2 separate regions of the Gasterosteus aculeatus genome follow, and region 2 is linked to region 1. A link is a contact called in public Hi-C data. All regions are on one chromosome and are shown on one strand. Each heading gives the region's core, a stretch centred on a gene start, on an enhancer-like site or on the middle of the called end of the contact. The rest is flanking DNA. Distances are from core to core; before and after follow the strand shown.

Region 1 (4,355 bases), core at 1,085-3,584:
CGCTAACATGCTTCCTCTTGGTCGCTGTCCTATAACCGCGTATAGTATGGCACATTTGCACATACGCATACGGGAGCAGTGGTATAATCCTATTTCCACCTGTTTCTGATTACTGTAATTGGCCCATGAGGTTCAGGAAACCTGGGGGAGGGAAAACGACCCTGATGAAAAATGAGTGGAAAACCCAGAGAGGCTCTAAGTGAGAGAAGTCGCAGCGACATTAGGAGCGTTTTCTCCCCGTGTGTGTGTGAGACAGGGTTATCTTAGCCTCTCCCGTAATGTGAATCATTCATTTCCTCACAAAGACGTTTCAGAACCCCAGAGCCTGAAGTGACTCGTTGAGTGACGACGAGCACGAGGCCAAATAGATGGAGCACAGGAGCGGTGAGTCAAGGAACCATCGCGAGCCAGACAGAACCGATCCATCACGCTCCCAAGAGGCGGTACGGTTGAAGCCTTTTCCCAAAAATGACCTTTCACCGCAATGAAAACCGACTCATTCTGTTGCGTTGAGCAGTAATGCGGTCGGAGCGGAGCAGAGGTCATTTATTCACACAAAGCTGGGCTTTGAAAGTAGCTGGGATGTCTTTGAGGAAGAGATGAACGGCTCTACCAACGGCAGTAGCAGTTTCATCTTGTGACTCACAAACGTCGGCCCCGAGGACAACCACAAAGTTGTCGTTACCATTTGTCTTAGCGGTTGTCGAGATATTTGGTTTCCAAAGGGCTGGTTTGGTTACATCATTAGAGCTAATGTGCATTTTCATCATTTCTTTTTCACTTGTGACTGAAATGTCCAAGTTTAAGAGGTGTCCATGCAGGGTCTCAACAATTCTGGCTTTCATTTGGGTTATGTGTCATTGGGCTTGTAGCAGCTAGCATACTAGACATCAACACGTGAAGTCCAAAATGATGCATCAAAAGAAAGTGACTCACGCGGGCCGACGTTTCGCCTGACAGACACTAATAGCCCAGACATAATCTCTGGCGGTGACGAAGAGCGAACCAGACACCTCTTGTTCGGGGGTCATCTACCTGAGAGGATAAGATCAGGGATGGCCCACCTCTGGCAGGATGACTGAGCGGACTGTCAGCCCCGCTTTGTTCCTCCTGAGCCCCCTCTGTCTAGGGTACATTCGTCTGTCTGGGTCGGCCTGTGCAGGATCGCCGTGGGGGGAGGGGGGGTTGTACAAACACGCACTCACTCTGGGTGGGATAGAAGCTCAAAGGGTTGGTCTTTTTTTTTCTTCTTCTTCTTTTTCCTCCACGATTCGACCCGGTGAATGGAGCGTGCCTTGCCAAACAAATGCATCATTTGGGTTTCCATATGAGGTGCTTGTTTGTTGTGATGGCGGATCTTTCCCACTGATGTCATCTGGAGCAGGTCCACACGGAGCCATTTCGTATCAATGTTATTCTGAAAAAGATGCTGCTCTAAAATGACGCATCGCCAGGAAACGCCTCCAAGCCACAAAGTCTTGCTCGAAATAGCTGCGGTTTGAAAGAGTATTGCTCTTAAATCTCTGCAGCGCTGTCAAGAGGCTTTTCCTTTTTGATGAGTGTGTCTGATAAAATCTGCTCGACGCGAGACATATTTTTCTCGGTACGCTTTGAAGACGCCTGTTGTCCAGGTGAACCGCGTGTTTGGACATAACGTTCCCACTCCACCTTGACCTCTGGCATAAGCAGTCCTCTCCTCCACATTGTTTACCACGCATCTCCTTTTTGGACAGCCAACATTGCTCCTCTCAAGGCCACATTGACATGAGGGAAACATCAATAAATCTCATCAGACTCCATGGATCTGATTTATTTCGGGCTCAGCATTGTTTCCGGGCGAGACGCGACCCCCCCCCCCAGGAGCCGCTGCGGAAACAGTGAAGCGGTTCTTGCGGGATGTTACATTTTCTTCTTTTTATGCTCATGTTGATCTTCATAACAAAGTGGTGACAGACTCGCGCTGTTAAGACGTCAATCTCTTCTTCTCTGTCTCTCATGCAATTTTTTTGCTAAGAGAGTTGTCCTTCAACTCATCTTACCACTTCCCTGAGCTCTGTGTCAGTTAAGGCCCCCCGCATCAGGCAGTTGTCAACCTTCTGACAAGGAAAACACATGACATCATGACCGCTGACTGATCACTGTTTTACTTGCGGGGCTCACAAGGAGGCCCCGCTGAGTGAGGGTCATCCATCGTGACCTTTGCGCATTGGTTGTTACCCCACGTGATCGGGTATATTTTCAGCGGATGGATTAAGGATATACAGGCGGTTTGGTTCTCAGCCAGCATAAAGGACGTCATGGACCCTTTCACAATGCAGGTCTCTGGTGAGTCGGTATAATCCCGGGTGTCACATCTACTTTCCATTTAGCGCTAACAGCAAAGTTATCATTAAATCCCAGACACCGCAGAGTGTGCAGGCCAAAAGTATTTCCTATTTCTGATAGTATCAGTTTATTAAGGCTCTTGCCAATGCTTTTAAAACTATGGATATTAGGAGAGCACGTCTGCCATCTAGTGTTGATGAGTGGTACTGCAACCTCTCAGGGTCTTCTGGAAAAAGCTTTTGGAAATTGCGAGATGCAAACAGTGTTTGTTATCATGGAAACGGTGTGTAATTGTTTTATTTCTGCTTTGGGAAAACTGTGTCAGCATAGTTGCTACTTAAATTAGATTCCATTTAATTTAGCTGCCGCCCTCACCCGAAGCAACTTACAATAATCACATTCCAATACGAGGGTACAAACCCAGTCAAATCTTTGACAAAGCCAATCCACAGTAAGAAGCATCACCCATCATCTTTTTTTGTATGAGCATGTGTGTTTCCCCTTTTTTTGAAGATTCATAAATCTCCTGTGAGCTCCTGGTGTGTAGTTTCATGCTTATATAAGGTAAGGTCTTAAAACAGGAGCATATGGGAGTAAAGAGAATAAGGCCAAGACCGTGTGGTCACATGTGTTCTACATGTTCACAGTTCACAATCTGTCTTTGCTGTAATTCTTTTTTCATCCCACAGTACTGTGGTCAGGTATCTTTACTGAAGGATTCACTTAATTTTAAAGATTTGAAGGAATGAAGCAGGGGAAGCATCTGCGGGAGATTCCCTCAGATGTTCAAGGCATTTATGACATTTGAATGAAGCCAAAAGTTAAGAGTTTAAATGTGTAGAGGTTTTTACCAGAACAACTTTCATTCTCAGTTTCATTCCATGTCTGCGTTTGCACATGAAACAAAAAGCTTTACAGCCCCTTGAGCGTTCTTTCTTTGCCCAATGAGCATTCTAAAACATCTGACGCGTAAAAACCAGAAAACCAGTTCAAAGGTCGGGTACAGCGACAGAGCAAACCTTCCATCACTGGAGGAACTTCGATATTACTTCCAAATAAAAACATTTGATCACTGATCTTGGTCGTGTGAACGCGATGTTTGTGTTGAAAAAAGTGAAATATGCTACGGACTGAACACAGTAGGCTCAAAACCTCAGCAATAACATTCATATTTTATGTTACTTCAGCAACGTCAGGCCTGATCACTTACACGTGTGCGCTCCAGATCAGTCTGCATTCCTCTGGCTCGAATGTTCGTGATGTGGCCGAGGGGAATGATGACTTTCCTATCAGTCCAAATTATCTGAAAGGGCATTTTCCTCCTTGGTGCCGTATTTACATCCAAACTCATTTAGGTCTGGTTCACGAAAGTAGGACTGCTATATATCAGCGTCAGCAAAAAGAACACATTAAACCCTTCAAAGCAGGGCAAACCATTTTAGAAAATACATTTTATTTTTGCTTCAGTGTGACTTCCGGCAGATTAACGTGTGTGTGTTTGCAGAGGTGGTGACACCGGGACACATGTGGTACTTTCATTTGTTCTCTTTCAACTGTGCATGAGTTATTTTATTAAAGAGAATAGCAGGTCTCATGACCAAGGTAGAGAAATTATTGCATATCATTTTCACGGTATTTTTATTCGGAACCAAAAATTACTATTACATGAATGGAATTTGACTGATTTAGCTTCCAAAGTAGTTTCCCACATTTTATATTGTGTACAAAAGTTCAGTAGAAGTCATGTGCTCTAAGCAAATAGATTTCTAAAATATAACAACTTTGTGTGCTAGTATTATACCGTTGTATATTGGCTATCATTCCTTCTAATTAGACCACCGCAAAAAAAGCAGCGACTCCAAGAAATAGGGAAAGGACGCTGTGGGCGGCGCTGCTCTCAGAGGGAGAAAACAGTGGTGACACGATGACGGTGACGCCCGGCCTACAGGACTCGCAGTTCTCACCGCAGAGGAAGCAGGGGGTCGTGCTGCGCAGCGCGTCCGAGTTGTACGTTCTCGTTGCCTTTCTCG
Region 2 (4,355 bases), core at 1,242-3,741, 96 kb before region 1:
AAGTGCCCTTCGCATCCTTTTAATACAGCTGGCTTTTTACAGAACCCCAGCAAGGAATGCGAACCGTACCGCACTAGTGGAGCACAGCCCATCGCTCCCTGCGGCGCCATAGCGAACAGCCTTTTTAACGGTGAGTATGAGACGATACACAACTTCACCATTTTTCTCCAGATGTAGAGGTTCCATCGGAACGGTTTACTACTTATTAGCTGCTCTTACTCGATGGAAACCTTATTTAATATGTTTGTTTCAGATACTCTGGAGCTGTATTACATTGATTCCAACGGCACCAGGAATGCAGTTCCTTTGGTCAAGAAGGGGATCGCGTGGTGGACGGACAAGCACGTTAAGTTCAGGAACCCTGGTGGAAACGACAACCTTACTGTAGCTTTCCAAGGTATTTAAATCAAACTGTTTTTGGACCCGTAAACACATGGGGGGGTTCTTCAGACTAACTTGTATTTTTTTTTGGGGGGGTCTTGTTCTTTCTCAGGCACATCTAAGCCGGTGAACTGGAGGAAGCCGGTGTTTGAGATGGACACAGATCCCGAGAACAACGGCTTCATCAACGAGGACTTCATCGTTTGGATGCGCACAGCTGCGTTGCCCACCTTTCGCAAGCTCTATCGTATCATCCAGAAGAAGTCCAGCAGCACCCCCACCCTAGCCAGCGGCAACTACGTCTTGAACATCACTTACAGTATCCTTTTGAATTTGGGCCGGACGTCCCACTGTACAATCAAGACTACAACTACCCTGTGGGGGTGGCTGATATCACTTTTATTGCCCTACATAATGCTTGACGGGGTAAGAGGGTTGTGCATATTTACCCGTATCGTTGGTTATCTTAAATCACATAGTTGTTAAGTAAAATCCACAAATTCTTAATCTGGCAAACACCTAAAGAACAAGTAAATATTTGAAACAAATACACTTCAGCTCGGGTTGCAGTCGACACTGGGCTGAAGCCAGTTTTGTGTCCGACCTTTTTATGAAGCAACCCAGTAATCTGAACTAAGTATAAGTGGCTCATTTGATATCAGTACATGTTTTAGGGTAGAGGGGGATCTGGGTTTTACTCAACTAGTTTTCCAGGTATCTCATACTTACAGAAGCTGGAATACTATCTAGTTATACTAAAACTAGTGTAAAGCTACTGAGGTAAACTAGCAATTGTTGCGCTTCCATGAATGGATATTTTATTTACTTTGGTGGAATCACACAGGGATATGTTTATTAGCGTTTCACAAAATGAATGGTTCTGTGCAAGCCGGGATTTAAAAGCCAAAACTTCCCATCGTTTTCTTTGTTGTTGTTTTTTCCTTTAACCGTGTGATCACCAGATTACCCCGTGCGCAGCTTTGATGGTCGCAAGCGGATGATCCTGAGCACCATCTCCTGGATGGGAGGCAAGAACCCTTTCCTTGGCATCGCCTACATCACCGTGGGCTCCATCTGCTTCTTCCTGGGTGTGGTCCTGCTCATCATCCACCATAAATACGACACCCGCAACAACAGTGCAGATATCCCGGGCTAATCTGTCCGTGTAGCACAATTTCCTGTCTGCATGCATGGTTGACCCTGAAGGCGGTCTGTTCTGCGCTGCTTGTTGACTTTAGTGTGAATACACTGGTTTCTGTTTATTGTTGTCCGAAGAGTCTCATCAAAAGCTGTGATTTTGGGCAACTAATGCAAAGAATGATGCTTGCGTCTGTGTCTCTGTACATATAGCTTTGAATCAGCTGCTGGGAATGTAATTTTCCTGTGTTCAAAGAAATGTATTTATCTTTTTATCTAAATCATATCAAAGTACCTTGATTTATTTTAGCAGTGCTTTGTGAAATGGATCCTTTTACTGAAGGATGTATGCATTTCTAATGCAGCTTTTGTCCATAACATGTACTGTAATATGTCCTGCTGACGAATGTACCATTATATTTTATTGACATACCTCTGGCTTTGCGATTACCTTGAATATAGGATGGTAAAACCATTGCTCGTGTGACGCTGGCCACGGCGAGCACGGCTATCGCTGATACCGAGCATGAAGTATGTAACTCATAGGATACAAGTAGCACCACGGTTGTGGCTATTTACCCTCTGCAGCGACTGGCTGTATACAGATGCTGAACCGGTCCTTAGGTTTACTTTTGAAGTCATAATCTGATGCTTGTTGATGAAACGCCATCGCCTCAGGCAGATAAGAGCACAAACGTGGTTTTGTTTTTACAGAGTGTTCGATCATCTTGTGTTCTTCAATGTTGACCAAATGATATGCACTTCAGTGTCCCATTTGTTTGCCCCACCACCCCTCAATTAGACTGCATCCTGTTATATAATTACATTCTTCATTAAATCCAATTCACCTGTTTTAATTTGAAATGTATAGTTTTTTTTATAAGGTTTGTAGGGCCCAATTAAACAACCTGTTGAATGTATTGTTGTGATTTAATTGCGGATCACATTTACGTGTTATTTTTTAAAAGCTTGTCATCGATACTAATATGATTACTATGATTTTATTATCATAGTAATTATAAGAATGTCCCTCGACCGGATGTAACCTGTCCACCAAGGCATTGTGGGAAGTCGTCCTGTCCCTTTGTCCTTGTGCTGCTCCTTCTCCTCTCAGCTGCACACACAACGCAACAACTGCGCCAAAATGTTCAGACAACTCGTGGTAAGACGGCTCGCATGTTCCGCAAACACATTCCGCTTATTACGGCGTAAATGTTTGCGAGGTTTATTCCAGATGAAGAGTAACGGCACTAACGGTAAAACGAGCTCGACTCGTTTCACTAACTTTGCTTTCTTAACCTAAAGCTAGATGGTAAAAGCGTGTCGCAATTAGACAAACGCGTATTTCATTTAGGAATTCTACGTAATTAGCAATGCCCTTATTGACACCGGGCCGATCGTTACGTCATCGCTTAAGTAACAGGTCGAGCGCTCGAGCGAGTGAGCTGGACGCTTGTGACGTCACGCGCGAGGTCCGATTCCGGTGTTCACCTGTAAACAGGTGCTTCCATTTGCTCGTTTCAACCAAACGAAAGTCCCGTGACCGTCTACGAATTATAATTTTCACTAAGTACTTTAATCAGCGTTGACAGCAGAGGTGAGCTCTCTTCATGCACGTGTTCCTTCCGAACAGCTGCAACGCAAGAGGTCAACCAGCAGGCGTCGCCATTGTTTCCATTCGAAGGTTTTAAAAGGATCAACCTTCCAGCTCGGGTGGTCAACGTGCTGTACAAATGTGCAACTTCACTCATCACTCGTTGAAGTCAGCTTGCTGGACTGTCGTACAAGCGTTTGCCAATTTAGTGTCAAAATAATTACACAGCATTGTCCTGTTTCAATGTCCTCGTTCAACTGTGTGAACTGCTAAATCCTCCCATGAAGTGTTTGTACCAACAGGGACTTCGGCAGCTTTCCAGCCGCACCGTTACCAGCAGTGCCAGCAGACCGATGGAGAACTCTGTGAAGCAAAAACAAAAACTCTTTCAGGTAGCGTTTGACCCTTTTATTGAGGACGAAACCTGGGAAAATAAATGTAGGAAACGTTTAGTTTTTTATTCTCTGAAATGTACAATGTTTCTTTTGGACTTGAGATTTAAAAGCCACATATGTCATTTTTTTAAAATTGAGACAAATGAGAGATATTTTGATGCTGACAATGTTAGTCTACTTTATTCCCAGGTTCTGGAGACTGAATCTTTTATTTCCCTTTTGTAGCCTGACAGATGAGTATTAGTGGATTCTTTCCTCCCTACAATGTCAAATCAACCTTCGGCTGTCGCTGGGGCCAAACTGATGCTGCTTGCAGGCTTCTAATTAAATATTCATTGCAAGATCAACGTTCCAGTGCGGCAGGCTTTGCTGAGTCCTACTTGCCTTCTGAATCTCAGAGCGAGCGCTGTTTGATTGCGTAGTGTTCTGTACCCCGCCCCCTGGTTGTTGTGGTCAACCAAAGCTGAGCTCCTCCAAAAACGTCCCGCCGTAGAACAGAGACAAGCAAAAATAAGCATTAGCACATTCTTTAAGTAGAGATGTTTATTTTGAATAACTTCACGCCTTCATTCTCTGAACAGGAGGATAACGGTCTACCCGTCCATCTTAAAGGCGGCACGAGGGACGCTCTGCTCTACAGAGCCACAATGACTCTCACTGTGTTCGGTACGTAAGCGTCGGCCTGACATTTGAAAGCACGTTTCGATGCTCCTGTCGTGTCTCCGTCCCACCTGTGACACTGGTCTGCTGTCTTCACAGGGGCTGCGTTTGTAGTGTATGAGCTCTTCAGTGCAGCAATGCCCAGGAAGCCACACTGAGGGGGGATGGACTTCTTAATTTATCTGATG

What was found. A called contact is a pair of places that touch in the nucleus more often than the background predicts.
Region 2: a Hi-C map of skeletal muscle shows a contact between it and region 1, with 9 times the contacts expected there. The contact joins the promoter of LOC120832672 here to the enhancer-like site in region 1. A contact is called at or near these places in 4 of 6 Hi-C or Micro-C datasets (skeletal muscle, tail fin and whole body).

Annotation. Positions count from the first base shown.
Region 1 is chr15:4,585,035-4,589,389 of fGasAcu3.hap1.1, reverse strand. cd109 (CD109 molecule) reads right to left here. Exons shown (of 32, transcript XM_040200539.2): 32 at 3,947-4,355. The coding sequence ends at 4,156. Among protein-coding and RNA genes, the nearest start is that of cd109, 13 kb to the right of the region's middle. Within about 2 kb of position 2,334, at least 1 of the 9 cell types and tissues checked has open chromatin away from gene starts, as enhancers often do.
Region 2 is chr15:4,681,354-4,685,708 of fGasAcu3.hap1.1, reverse strand. It overlaps LOC120832672 (cytochrome c oxidase subunit 7A2, mitochondrial-like), which reads left to right and starts at 2,491. Exons shown (of 4, transcript XM_040199135.2): 1 at 2,491-2,680; 2 at 3,415-3,504; 3 at 4,089-4,173; 4 at 4,267-4,355. The coding sequence starts at 2,663. The coding sequence ends at 4,325. tmem30aa (transmembrane protein 30Aa) reads left to right here. Exons shown (of 8, transcript XM_040199128.2): 5 at 43-130; 6 at 254-397; 7 at 494-700; 8 at 1,344-2,438. The coding sequence ends at 1,537.